Regions from separate parts of the Mus musculus genome. Here region 1 is linked to region 2. The links are chromatin contacts, called in public HiChIP or PLAC-seq maps. All regions are on one chromosome and are shown on one strand. The core of a region is the stretch at or near the end of the contact, and the rest is flanking DNA. Distances in the headings are between cores, read along the strand shown. Region 1 holds the start of Vav3 (vav 3 oncogene). Region 2 overlaps Slc25a24 (solute carrier family 25 (mitochondrial carrier, phosphate carrier), member 24).

What was found. HiChIP or PLAC-seq counts read pairs in DNA pulled down with a chosen protein or histone mark.
Region 1: a contact with region 2 is called in an H3K4me3 HiChIP or PLAC-seq map of bone marrow-derived macrophages, with 6 times the contacts expected there. The contact joins the promoter of Vav3 here to the enhancer-like site in region 2. A contact is called at or near these places in 12 of 39 promoter capture datasets (the 3T3-L1 cell line, 3T3-L1-derived adipocytes, the HPC-7 cell line and 7 more), 9 of 484 Hi-C or Micro-C datasets (bone marrow-derived DN2 thymocytes, bone marrow-derived macrophages, granulocyte-monocyte progenitors and 4 more), 11 of 115 datasets of contacts at active chromatin or transcription factors (CD8 T cells, DN3 thymocytes, bone marrow-derived macrophages and 7 more) and 2 of 9 other capture datasets (adipose tissue and embryonic stem cells).

What each region holds. Positions count from the first base shown.
Region 1 is chr3:109,335,842-109,342,393 of GRCm38.p6, reverse strand. It overlaps Vav3 (vav 3 oncogene), which reads right to left and starts at 1,711. Exons shown (of 27, transcript NM_020505.2): 1 at 1,152-1,711. The coding sequence starts at 1,355.
Region 2 is chr3:109,150,296-109,157,544 of GRCm38.p6, reverse strand. It overlaps Slc25a24 (solute carrier family 25 (mitochondrial carrier, phosphate carrier), member 24), which reads right to left. Exons shown (of 10, transcript NM_172685.3): 4 at 2,440-2,551; 5 at 540-698. Among named protein-coding and RNA genes, the nearest start is that of Slc25a24, 31 kb to the right of the region's middle. Within about 2 kb of position 1,429, at least 64 of the 459 cell types and tissues checked have an H3K27ac peak or open chromatin away from gene starts, as enhancers often do. A contact at or near this core is called in bone marrow-derived macrophages, pancreatic cancer cells and trophoblast stem cells, where this site is marked.

The DNA of each region.
Region 1 (6,552 bases), core at 462-2,961, 180 kb before region 2:
CCCTGATGAAATACTGACAACCAGGGCAGAGTGTGGGAGTTCCTGCTTTAATTATGAGATTATTAAACTGCATAAGATCACTTTTTTCTGCAAGGACACAGCTCTGGGTAAGTGGTAAGTCTCTGAATCATACAGGGCTAGTGCTAAAATATGTCACTAAAAGGTCTCTTTCCTTCCCCTTTTAAGTTGAAACATTTCTTTTTCTTTTCGTGTGCATGTGCGTGTGCGTGTGAAAGAGAAAATAGAAGTTCTGAGTTGTGTTGAACATCCTTTTAACAGAAACTTTCCGACCGGCCCAAAAAATAAGCAGCACTGGGCTGCATGTGGCTTTTTGAGCTGTCTCTGAGGAACCCACTGCTTTCTGTGCCTTCCAGGACTGGATTTTAATCAGAACCCTCAAAGAGGTATCTCCAAGCTAAGGCCACAGAAGCCCAAGTGCCTCCAAGCTACCTGATCGCAAGACCCAATGAAAAAAAGCAGAGTCTCCAGCAAAACTTCTCACTTCCTGCCACCGGTGAGGGAGGCTGGGCTGGCTCCCCTTACGTTTTCAGACAAGCTATAAACACAACCTTCCAGTTTGCTAACAGGCCACGGGCTTAGGGGGCGGGGTGGGGAACTTCAGGAAGGCTCTCTGTGTCCCTCTTGGTTTATTTCCTCTGAGCAGATAACGGTACCAAACGCCCTCCACTTCCTAGAGTCCTCATCTATGGCACAGTTCCTCTTTCCAGAACGTGAGGACCAAATGAAAGCAAAAAATAAGTCAAAGCAAAATTAACCCCACCGCTTCATCTCATCCCTTCTCATTGTTATTTTAGAGCCGACTCCCTCTTTGTTATCACACACACACACACACACACACACACACACGGGGGGGGGGGGCAGAAAGGTGAAACGCGCCCTAGGATAACTTATTTCTTCCCGCCTCCCAGAAACCTTTAGGATTCCATACACCATCTCCCGACGCAAGGCTTTATTAGTTCTGCTTAGAAGCTAAGTCATTTCAAGGCAAGTGAGGAAAAGCCCCCAAGCTGAGAACTGAGAGGCAGGGCAAAGCGGAGCGCACCTAGATGTTTGCATTTACACAAAGAAATTATCCGGATGATTAATGGGAGCCTCTGACGGGCAGCGGGGTCGCGGGGTGGCCTCCATACCTGGGACATCTGGGGCCTCAGGTTGATCTCCTTCAGATTGATGGAGTGTGGCCGCAGGTTGTTGAGCAGCTGGCAGAGCAGGACTCCATCGCGAAGGGTCTGCGCCAGGTCGAACACCTGCGCCGAGTCCCAGGTCACCCGATGGTTGGGGGGCAGCACCTTGCTGTGGATGAGCCACTGAGCGCACTGCTTCCACGGCTCCATGTCCGACGGCTCCCGGACCCGGCCCGGCCGGGGCGGGCAGCGACTCTGAGGTGGCCGCCGCGGAGCGTCAGAGCCCCGCCGACGCCAGTCGCGCTGATGGCCCCTGGTTCGCTTTGCCTTTCTGGAGCGGGCGCCGCTGCCGGCGGCTCGGGGACGCCGCGTGGGACTCGCCTCGGGTCCCCGCCCGGATGCGCCGCGGCCCGGCCGCCGCTGCAGCAGCGAGTGCCGCGCGCTCTCGGTGCGCCCCGGCCGGCTCCGCTGAGCACTGGCTTCCGACTGGCGAGCCTGGCGCCCCGCGACTGAGCATGCCCAGCGCGCCTGGCCGGTCTGTGCGGTCCGCGAGTCCCCGGAGGCGCGGGTGCGAGCGTGCCCGCCGCCCTGGCTGGGGGTCCGGGGCTGAGGGCGGGGCGGCTGGGGGGAGGAGCGGGCCGAGTTGGGGCGGCGGCCACAAAGGGGATCCCGGCGCCCCCGCCCGCCCGTGAACCCTCGGATGAGTGGAGCTTGCACAACCCCGGGGCGTCCAGGGATTAGCCCATCGGCGCGGCTTCCTAGGAAGTGTGGCTGAACACTGAGATTCGCAGGGGTGTCCCCGGGGACACCCTGAACAATGAATGCGATTTAAATTAAGAGGGTCTCAGAGGAGCCAAGGCTTAACTGGGACACAGGGAGCCTGGAGAAATGAGATGTGCACTACGCGCAGCTGGAGAACGCAGCATGGAAAGTTTGTGATCGGCCCCTGGTCCCGCCTCCTCCAGGTCCATCCTCAGCCCCTTCCTGAAAGTCAGTTTCTTCTGAGAATGTTTTGACACCTTGAAAGTGCGTGACGTGGGGACAATTGCAGCTTCAGCCTAGGTAGAGGGAAAGAAGTAGGTTTTGCATATCTCCCAGGCTTGGAACTGTTCACTAAAGCAGTCCAGCGCCTTTTGCTGATCTTCAAAATCCTGCCTGAGAAAAAAAGAAAACTGGCCGGTGACACAGAGGCAAGAGCGCGCATGCGTCAGTGACTTGCCACCAGGTTTGAGCTCAAATCGCTTCAGTACCGAGACACTGAGAGACTGGGTCAGCATATTTGGAGAACCCTGGGGAAAATTGGAAAGTTCCCCCCCACACACACCCACACATGTCAACTCTGTCATACTGAGGCAAGGTTCTCCCTGTCTTTTTTATTCCCACTGCCCTACAAAGCCGAAAAGGGTGTATAAGCTTTTTGTAGTAATATATTATTTCACTGAACTCTGACAACTCCCTGTAAATGCCCTCTTCGCTAGTCTTTTTTTTTTTTTAATTGAAATCTAGTTTGGTGGGATTTTATATCTGTTGTTGCTGCTGCTGCTGCTGCTGCTGCTGCTGCTGCTGCTGTTTCATTAGATATTTGTAGCTCAAATTTTCGATTGTGGATCTTATTGATTTTATAAACAGGACAAAACGTAACTTTTAAAAAGTACATGATCTGTTGGGACAGAAGTTCGCTTCTTTTATGCGTGACTGTAGCAAGCGTGGCCTGCTGTGTACACAACCAGCCTTAAACAATAATAAATCAGCCTAAGGATTTCCTTTCCTCGCATGCATCCGTCCCCAGCAACTTCCTCTGTGCACACTGTGGAGTCCATCAATAGCACAATGTTTCCTAGACCATAATAGGTTTGAAAGCCTGAAACTACAGGAGGATCAATCCTTAGCAATACTGTATCACCGAAACTGTAAAGTGCATCCTAGGCACGAAGATTATCAACAGCAGTGTTGCAATAAAATAGAACATTATAATCATAAATCGTGAAAGAATGTATAAAATATATATACTTTTTCTTTCTGGAATTTTCCATGTGATTTTTTTTGGGGGGGGGGGGTTGGCTGTTGACTACCACTTTCCTAAAAACTCAGAATGCAAAACCATCAAAAAGAGGCAAGTACTGTAAGCCATGTTACTCATTATAGATCTTTACAAACAAAACACACATGACTTGCCATTTAAAATGTGGTCCTGCATAAGAAGAAGTGGCGCTGGAAAAGAGGAAAGATGATAAGGAAAAAGCAAAGACTAGCCAAGCATTTCATTTTAGGTAGCATCAGATCATCCCTTAATACTGTTAAAATATTTCCAAAATCCAGATCATGTGTACCGACCAGTAAACAAACCTGGATTTAGAATCCAAGTTAAGCTGCTTTTTGATAACCTTGGGCAACTTCTATTCTTCTAACCTTCATTTTCTTCACCTATAAAATGAAGGAAGTGACCCTTGCCACGTTGGGTTGTCAGAATAAAAAAAAGAGTACGCCTTGGTACTTGGAATGAATACATAGACAGGAGTATCACTGTGGACCTTGTAAGACTCTCGGGCCTGAACAAAATACCCATGGAAGGAGTTACAGAGACAAGTGTGGAGCAGAGACTGAAGGAATGACCATCCAGAGACTGTCCCACCTGGGGATTCATCCCATAAACAACCACCAAAACCAGACACTATTGTGGATGCCAACAAGATCTTCCTGACAGGAGCCTGATATAGCTATCTCCTAAGAGGCTCTGCCAGTGCCTGACAAATACAAAAGTGGATGCTCAAAGCCATCCATTGGACTGAGTACAGGGTCCCAGTGAAAGAGCTAGAGAAAGTACCCAAGGAGCTGATGGGGTTTGTAGCCCCATAGGAGGAACAACAATATGAACTAACCAGTACCCCCAGAGCTCCCTGGGACTAAACCACCAATCAAAGAAAACACATGGTGGGACTCATGGCTCTAGATACATAAGTAGCAGAGTATGGCCTTGTCAGTCATCAATGGGAGGAGAGGCTCTTGGTCCTGTGAAGGTTCTATGCCCTAGTATAGGGGAATGCCAGTGTCAGGAAGTGGGAGTGAGTGGGTTGGTGAGCAGGGGAAGGGGGGAGGGGATAGGGGATTTTCGGAGGGAAAACTAGAAAAGGGGATAACATTTGAAATGTAAATAAAGAACATATCTAATTTTAAAAAAAAGTCTCTCAGGCCCTACCCAGACTGAATGAGTAGGACCCTGAACTGTATCAAGGTCCTCAGGTGATAAATAAATTTCCATCAAAAGCTGCAAAGCCTTGATATAAGGTATGAATATATGTGGTGCCTGTCACAGGGACAGCTTCATAAACACCACTCACTATACCACACATCCCTGTGCATCCACAGAGCATCAGCAAAGACCAAATATTTTAAATTGCTACATATCACATGTAACATGTAAATAGTACTTTAGGTCATAAAACTCAAATATTAATCCAGAAAGTGTATATAAGGGCAAGGAAGACAGATGGAGGTGTAGGAGGCCTACAAGAGGCACTTAAAGAAGTTGTGGGGCTCTTCAGGTGAGTGAGAAGCTACAACAGGTGATGGTAAATGTCTAAAATTGGGGCAACAAAACAGCAATTGGGATGGGGGGTGGTTCAGTGATAGAGTACCAGAAAAAGAAGGAGGGGGGGGAGAAGGAGGAGGGGGGAGGAGGAGGATGGGGAGGAGGAGGATGGGGAGGAGGAGGATGGGGAGGAGGAGGAGGAAGAGGAGGAGGAGGAAGAGGAGGAAAAAGAGAAAAAGAAACGAAAGAAAAATATAATGGGCTTCTCACCTGAGCTGTGTTCTTTAAATTTTTAATATTTTAAAGGAGAATGATTTGAAAGATACTGGTAACTGTTTCTTACGTACAGATATGGAAATTTAGGTTTCTATCATGCTAGGAAAGAGTACCAAAATGGTTCCTTAATGGCACATGAGGAACCTTCACCCTCCATCACTTCCTCACTGCCCACTGGGTGAAGGCCTCTACTTGATACTTTACATATATTATCTGTAATAAGATGTATCACCTCCCCAACACACTTCATTGATGAAGAAAAGGCTCTGTAGATCAAGTGTTACATACATTGTTCCTATTACAGATTTAATAAAAGCAAGATTGTATCCCCCTTACATCTGCATTGTTTCTACTCAGAGGTGCAGGTCCCCCACTTACTGAGTTTACTGAGTTAGACGGACCCCTTCCTAGAAGACTACACAAGTGGTAACACTTATTTGCAAATTCTCAGAGCCATCCATGGTGCTTCTTGATGCTACTACACTAGGAAATCTCAGTTTGCCAAATTGACAAATATACAATGGAATGAACCACCTTTCCCCTCTACTCCCTCCCATACACATCCTTCCTCACTTTACTCTGCCTCCCCAGTAGTGAAAGCATCAGGAGGGAATTTGCCTCTGTGTAGCGGTAAAAAAATTAATCCTCTGGAAACTCCCAGATGGGGGCACACATCTCTATACCTGCCCAAATGATTTGGGTTCACAAAAGAAAGACACACATACACATGTGTTGTGTTAGGGAGTGGCCCACCCTTCGAGCTGTTTAAGGTATTTAAAATGAAGGAGTTGAAAGGGGTTTGCAACCCCATAGGAAGATCAACAATGTCAACCAACCAGACCTCCAATCTCCCAGGGCCTAAGCCACCAACCAAAGAACACACATGGAGGGAGGGACCCATGGCTCCAGTCTCATATATAGCAGAGAATGGCCATGTCAGGCATCAATGGGAGAAGAGGCCCTTGGTCCGTTGAAGGCTTGATGCCCCAGTGCTGGGTAATTCGAGGGTAGGGAGGCAGGAGTAGGTGTGTGGGAGGGGGAACACCCTCATAGAAGCAGTGGGAGGGGGGATGGGATAGGAGGTTTCAGGAGGTGGGGGGAACCAGAAAAAGGGATAACATTTGAAATGTAAATAAAGAAAATATCCAATAAAAGTACAAAATTAAACAATATGCAGCTTATGCAAGTAAAAAAATAAAATATAAATCTGTGTATATGTGTCTTTCTTTCAGGAATCCAAAACATTTGGGCAGGTGTATAGGAGGCTTGTATACCCACAGGGGAATTTCCATCATATTAACTTTTTACTGCTACACCAGTGTTCTTTGTACAAGACACACGGAACACATGAAACTGAACTCTGTTCTTTCCCTTCTAGGTCTCTGCAGGTGTCTAGGTGTTCAGTCTATTCTCTGCTTCTTTCTTGTTTTGTTGTGCTTTTTGATCATGCCTTCTTACTACACTATGAACAAGAAGTAGATAGATGGTACCCGAGCTTCTGAAAAGGCAGCAGATGATGGATACCATGTTCTAGGCATCCTTTCTGTGCTCACAATTTCAGAACAGTCAGGAAATGGTTACATTGGTAATTTTTCTCATTGC
Region 2 (7,249 bases), core at 180-2,679:
TCATCTCCTCTTTTTCATCAAGGAAATGTTAATTTTACCCCCTGAGTTTCTACATATGCAAAATGAAGCCGAACCACCTGCTTTTCAGGCTGCTGTGAATATTAAATGGGTCCCTGTCACGTGCACAAATGGATATCCTTTCTTTTCTCTTCTCTCCTCATGACCAGCCCAATGCCTGTAAGTAGCCAACTCTGCCTGGAAACCCAGGTCTTTTCTGCTAACCTTAGATCTAGAATCACTTTTGAAATTACATTCTTGTCACCAAAACTCTAGACTTGAGAAATCCTCTGCTTTCTCAAGTCATAAGATCAAAGAAAACATGAGTAATTTAATGAGAACCCTATAATAGCAGTGAAGGGTTTTTAATTGAACATTTAAAGTCACGGAATACCAAAGACTAATATTTCATTACATACAAGTACTAACGATTTACGGTTTAGTGTGACAGCACCAAATACTTAGACATGAGACTAATCTGAGGGGTAATGGTAGAATAATATTTCCTAAGATATAAAGGGAGCATAAGGCACGCTGCTCACCTGCATCATGACCTTGAGGCGATCCAAAGGAGCGGTGCTCGTTCTAGAGACGGCGCCCGCCACACCTCCTGCCAGGAGCTGCCTCCACCACTGTCCTGATTTTTTCTCATCTTCTGTGAATTCATCTGGAATAGTTAAACTATCCCCTATGTCAATTCCCTGGTGGAATGGAAAGAGATCCCACAGTTCTTCAGTCGCAAACAGATAAGCCCAGAACTTTCTTTTTGTGTCGGAGCTGTTACTGTTAGGAGCGAGCCCACATAATTGTTTTTGCAACTTAATTATTTAAATGCTGTGGTGGGTATAACTAGGTCACAGAGCACTTTCCTAACATGTTCCAGATCCTAGCACCACACATATAAAATGACCTTGTCATAAACTTTATGGGCAAGAATGAAAGGTAATAAACCAAGCTGGTAGTAACTCTCTCTTCTTCCATTTGTTCCCAATAAAATGAATTTATGATTATAACATCAAATGTTAACAACTATCCCCAAAGATATAATACAAAGTTCACAGTATAAAATGTATAGTCATAATTGATTTTATGATGTTCTGTGTAAACGTAGACATTGTTACTGGTGACAGTGTGAACTCTCAGAGTATTAAGTGGGAGTCAAAGACACTTCCCTCCAAGTATAGAGAACAAATCCACAGGTTGAGGGGTGGGAGAGCCTGCAGAAGGTCCCCAGAGGCTTCAAGAAACAGACTGTGTGACAAACCTAATTTATACCAATATATTTTGCCAGAATGCTAATGAAAGAATCACAATAAAAAATTTGTGAAGTATAAACTGGCAGGAAATGCCAACCACATGAGTCAAAGTTATTCCCTAGCATTCAGTGAGTAATGCAATACCTTATGTCGGCAATGAGTCAAGGCAGCCTAAATAAGCAAAGGTTCAGGGACCCGAGGCCATAACATCTTTAGCTATCTGGATGCACAGGAATGACTTTGGTAATGTGTGTCATCGGACTACCAGACTTCCCCATAGCAGAAGCAGCACATGCTAATGAGAGCCAGACAGCTTGTTCATCAAGATAGGACTTCCTCCAAGTTTTGAGAAAAGCTGTATTTATACTACCTTGCGGGGGGGGGGGGGGGGAGCTTTAAAGATATTCTATAATCCTGTGCCTAACAGAATAAACAGAACTGTAGAAATCAAATAGATCCCGGTACTCTCTTGAGACTTGGCCACCCTTCCCAAGGTGTTTTGATGCTCTTGGGTGGTAACTACTGTGAACCAGAGCTCCATTAAGGATAAGCAACTGTGAAGACTAACAGCCTGATCAGAACTTCAGTGATGTGGAAAGCTTGCAGTGCTACAAGTCTAGAGCCAACCTATCTTAACTGTCTTCATTCCCCTTAATATGTATTTACTGCCCACCTCTGTGTGTAGCCTAACATGCAAGTCTAGAGCCAGCCTATCTTAACTGTCTTCATTCCCCTTAATATGTATTTACTGCCCACCTCTGTGTGTAGCCTAGCATCCTTGTGGCTATTACATAAACCCTTTGGAAGACATGAATGACCCCTAGATTCCACCAACACAAGGGCTAAGAGCATCATCACACAACATCTGAGGTCCATAGTAGAAATTTCCCTACTTTGCTGTAAGCCATCTATCTGATGTTTCTACCAATGTATTTGAAAAGTGTCCTGAGTTATGATTTTGCTTGCCCCGTTACTATTTAAAACAAAACAAAACAAAACAAAACAAAACCTCATGGAACTATTTCCATGTTGGGACATTGAATTTAGGGCAACCTGAATCTATGTTACCAGGCTAGGGTCCCTCATTTCAAAACAGAATAAACTCTGTTTGTCTCCCTTGAGGTGTGTTTCCTGCATCAGCACTATGCCTGTGGCTTGGAGCTACAGATCCATAAAGCAGACTTACAGTAGAGTGTTTCCAGAAACGGATAATTTCCTCAATGTCTGTCACAGGGTTAAATAAAAAGTAATCCCTCCATTCATTCCAGTCCACGGTCATCGTCCCATCAGAGTCGATGCTGAAAGTTTAAACAGATGATTAAAGAACAAGATAAATGAATGATAAACTCGCAGAGCCAACATTATTGCCTACTTTACAGAATGAACATCTGCTTTCCAACTTAACACTCGTACTGAACTAAAACAAAACAAAACAAAACAAGACAAACAAACAAAAAAAAAACCCTTGGCAGGTTTAAGAGGTTCAGTGACAGGGCATTTGGTTAGCGGGCATGTAGGCCCTGGATTCCATCTTCAAGAAAAATATACTACTTGCAATTATACATTGCTGAAAATAGAATCTATGGATTATGGTCTTTTCCAGTCACTTTCACTATTTGGAGAAAAGTAGATCCAAATACTACAGAGAGATCCCACTGCAGATTGCCTTTAGGGTTCTGTCAAACTCAAAGTCACTCGGCTGAAGGACACAAAAACTGGACAACGAAATGTTGAGAGGTGAAAATGAATGGGCTCAGGGTCCTTTTCCCCTCGTCACCAGTGCAGGATTATTGCTTAACACCCTATGCTTGCAACATGTGGGTATAATTTTGAAATAGATTCAAAATACACTATCAATTTTCTACTCCAATTTTTAGCAATGAAAGAAAATTAGCATACTGAGCATGGTGGCACCTATCTTTAATCCCAGCAAAAATTGGGAGGCAGAGGCAGGTGGATCTCTGAGTTCAAGACTAGCCTGGTCTACAGAGTGAGTTCCAGTACAACCAGGGGTACAGAGAAATCCTGTCTCAAAAAAAAAATAGATAGATGATAGATAGATAGATAGATAGATAGATAGATAGATAGATAGATAGATAGATAGATAGATAGAGAAAATTAGCAGTGAGTCTAAAGAATTTAATTCTAAATGACTGATGTTTTGAGTTTTGAGAAATCTGCATTTTCAATTCTAAACATATCATGCTGTCATCTTACAGGTGTAAGTGGTAACAAACTCTGGGGTGTTTTTGTTGTTGTTGTCGTTGTCGTTGTTTTAATAAACTTCATGACAGAAAGTCCATTCTATGAGATTTTCCTATAGACAATGAGAAGTCATACCAGACATACTCAAGGAGCTTGGTTAGGTATTGAGCTAAAGTGTCTGGGGAAAACTCTTTTGGTGTTTCCTCACAGTTTGCTCAATAATTTATATGACAGCGACACACGCAGGTGGCATACAAAAATGCAATTTTCAGATACTTATTATTGTGTTTTCCCTGCTGTTTTCTGTTTTGATGTGCTTACGTATAAAATTGTAGTTCAGCCTTTACTTGTCCCAAAGCAAAGGCGTCAACGCTCCGCATCTGCTGAGAACCCTGCTCGCTGCTTGCGCTTAAAATGAATTCTGGGTTGCAGTATTAGCAGCTTTGATTTCATCAGCATTTTCTGTTTCTTGTGCAATGATTTAGCATCTCACCCCAACTTCTCTTTCATGAGCATGCTCTATTGGGAAATGCCACCTGAGAAACATCCCACAATTTTACTGTTTTCCAGTCAAAATCTGCCTGTGTTTCTGCTCTGAGCCACATCATGGGGAAGCATGTGTCCACCTGGGTGTTTTGTTATGCAGCACATAACCTGGCTGGTAATGCACTTGGATCCTTTGTAAAGCTCAGAACTAGAATTTGCTTTATTCCTGGGCTGGTGAGATGGCTCAGTGGGTAAGAGCACCCGACTGCTCTTCCGAAGGTCCAGAGTTCAAATCCCAGCAACCACATGGTGGCTCACAACCATCCGTAACAAGATCTGACTCCCTCTTCTGGTGTGTCTGAAGACAGCTACAGTGTACTTACATAAAATAATAAATAAATCTTTAAAAAAAAAGAATTTGCTTTATTCCTAATGCTGTTAAAGGAAATAAAAGAAAACTATTCTGGCCTTAAACAAGACAGGGGGGAACCCATTCTCTATCAATCTAAGGGTTTGTCAATCTTTGCTTTTTCAAAGAACTAACTCTTTGTTTCATTATGACACAAAAATTCTCAATAAAATATTTGCACGTAAACCGAAGACAATTACACTTCGAAAAGATTATGCACCGTGATCAGGTCAGTTTCCTTCCAAGGATGTAAGAAACAGGGACTGGAGTCAGAGCACTAGCTGCTCTTCCAGAGGATCTGGGTTCAATCCAGCACCTACATTGTGGGGCAAGTGGACCATGACACCAGACAGAAGAACTGATAAGGCTGAGCCAGCCTAACCCCCGGCATGTCTCAGAATTGAGAACAGTAGGCGTGAGGCCAGCTCCCTGCCAACCTAGCTGATGAGGAACACGGAACCACAGCATCCCACTGAGAGGACTATGCCAACCAGTCATTGTAGCAAATAAACCTGGAGTTCTCCATGCTAATGAGGCACCAAGTGTTTAGCCAGCGAGCTTCCCTTCCTGGGCATTCCTTCCCACAAAAGATGCTTAATCCCTGGTTAACCCTGAGTAAAGTGTATGGCTTCACATCCACCATCAAATAGAGCAATTTGGACAAGCAAAGACCCTCTTCTTCATCAAGGATCGGGGTGTGTGTGGGGGGGGGTGAGGGGGTTGTCATAAGGAGCCTCGTTTTATTTCCCGGAGAAGTCCTTCTCTCTTCCGGCCCCAGTCCCTCCGTACTTTCTGCACTCAGTCAGAACCAAACCAGATTCTACCCTGGTCCTGGGCTCAGCTATCCCCTTCCTGCCTGGCACACCCCCCACCCCGTTCCCAACTCCCTGAGGTGCCCAGCGGCATCTCAGTACCGGACCTGGGGAGCCACAGCATTCATCCCAGATTCTTCTCTTTCTCATCGGGTAAAACACGGGCTGAAACCCCAATCGCAGACTGTGTTCTCACAAACTGTGTTCTGCCTCCCCTGAGTGCCTTGCAGGCAGGCGCTCAAGCAGCCCAGCTGCAAGCCAAACACACAGTCCGATACTACGTGGTAGCTTTGACTGTCTGTAACTGCAGTTCCAAAGGATCTGATGCCCTGTTCTCACCTCTATGGGTACTGCATGCACATGGTATACACACACACACACACACACCACCAGCCCAACATTCATACGCATAAAATATTTAAATGACTCAACATATACAAGCCAATAACATAAATATAGCACATAGTAGATTCACAACATATACAAGCCAATAACATAAATATAGCACATAGTAGATTCACAACATATACAAGCCAATAACATAAATATAGCACATAGTAGATTCAAGGACAGAAGTCATATGATTGTCTCAATAGATGCAAGAAAAACATTTGACAAAATTTTACATCTCTCTAGGATAAAAGTCCTGAAAAGCTAGGAGCAGAAGGATCATCGCTCAGCATAATAAAAGCTACCTGTGACAAACCTACAGACGACTTTATATTGAATGGGGTAAAATGAAAGAATTACCTCTAAGATCAAGAACGAGCTAGGGTGTTCAGTGTTTCCACTAGTTAGTACAGTGTCTGAAGCTTTAGCAAGAGTAGTAAGGCAAGGAAGGAATCAAAGACATACAAATAAGAAGGAAACAAGTTAAATTACCCTTTTTTCCAGATAATAATATGATCCCATATTTAAAAGACCCTAAAGATTCTACCAGAAAACACTTGGATCTCGTTACACTCTGTAGAGTAGTGAAGGAGAAAAGTGACGTATAGAATCCAGCAGCTTTTCTATATACCAATAGCAAGCATTGTAAGGAGGGGGAAATATAAATACTGGAAACAAACCTAGACAAGAAAGTGAAAAGTCTTCTCGACAAACACTTCATGTATAAAATACTGAAGAGAAAGGGAAGGCACTAACAGATGGAAAGAGCTTCCATGCTCGTGGACTGATAGGATGGCTAGCGTTCAAATCACCATGTGACTAGAAGCAATCTACAGATTCAGTTTAATCCCTAGTAAAATTCTAGTGGTGTTCCTCACAGAACGTAAAGAAACAATTTTAAAATTCGTATAAAAGCACAGAAGACCCTAAATAGCTAAACCAATTCTGAGCTAAAAAGAATAAGGCTGGAGGTATCACCCTAACCTGATGCTAAATTATGCTACAAAGCAACAGCAACAACAGTAGCACAGTACCAAGACCAAACAGACACTTAGATCAAGAGATTAGAGCAAAGTGCCGGGCCACAGACACCTGATTCTCCTCAACAGACAGCCTCTTTATCAAAATGAATAAATGAGAAAAAATGTAATTAAACACCAGAAAACCCACAAATAATCTAATGGCCAAATGAGTTGGACAGTTCTCAAGAGAAGATTCATAAAGGGGCAAAAAATACGTGGAAAACGTTCAACAGTCCTCAGCCATCAGAGAAATGTAAATTAAAATCATTTTGACCTAGCTTTACCCTGTTGGTGAGAATGTAATCATGCAGTCACTATGGAAGTCAGCATGGAGAGTCCTCAGAAAACTAACCCTAGAGCTGGCATGGCATCCTACCATTGCACTTCTGGGAAAGTACCCAAGGACCCTAAAGCACACCTCACAGGCACTTCTCATCTGTGTTCATGGCTGCATGGCTCACAATAGCCAAGACATGGAAGCAGCCTAGATGTTTATCAACAGATGGAGAAAATAGACACACACACACACACACACACACACACACACCAGAGAATTGACCTCTATAAAGAGTAAAGAAATTATGTCATTTGCAGGGAAATGGATGGAACTGGAGATAATCATAATAAGAAAAACAAATATTACATGTTTTCTTTTATGCAGAATCAAGATCA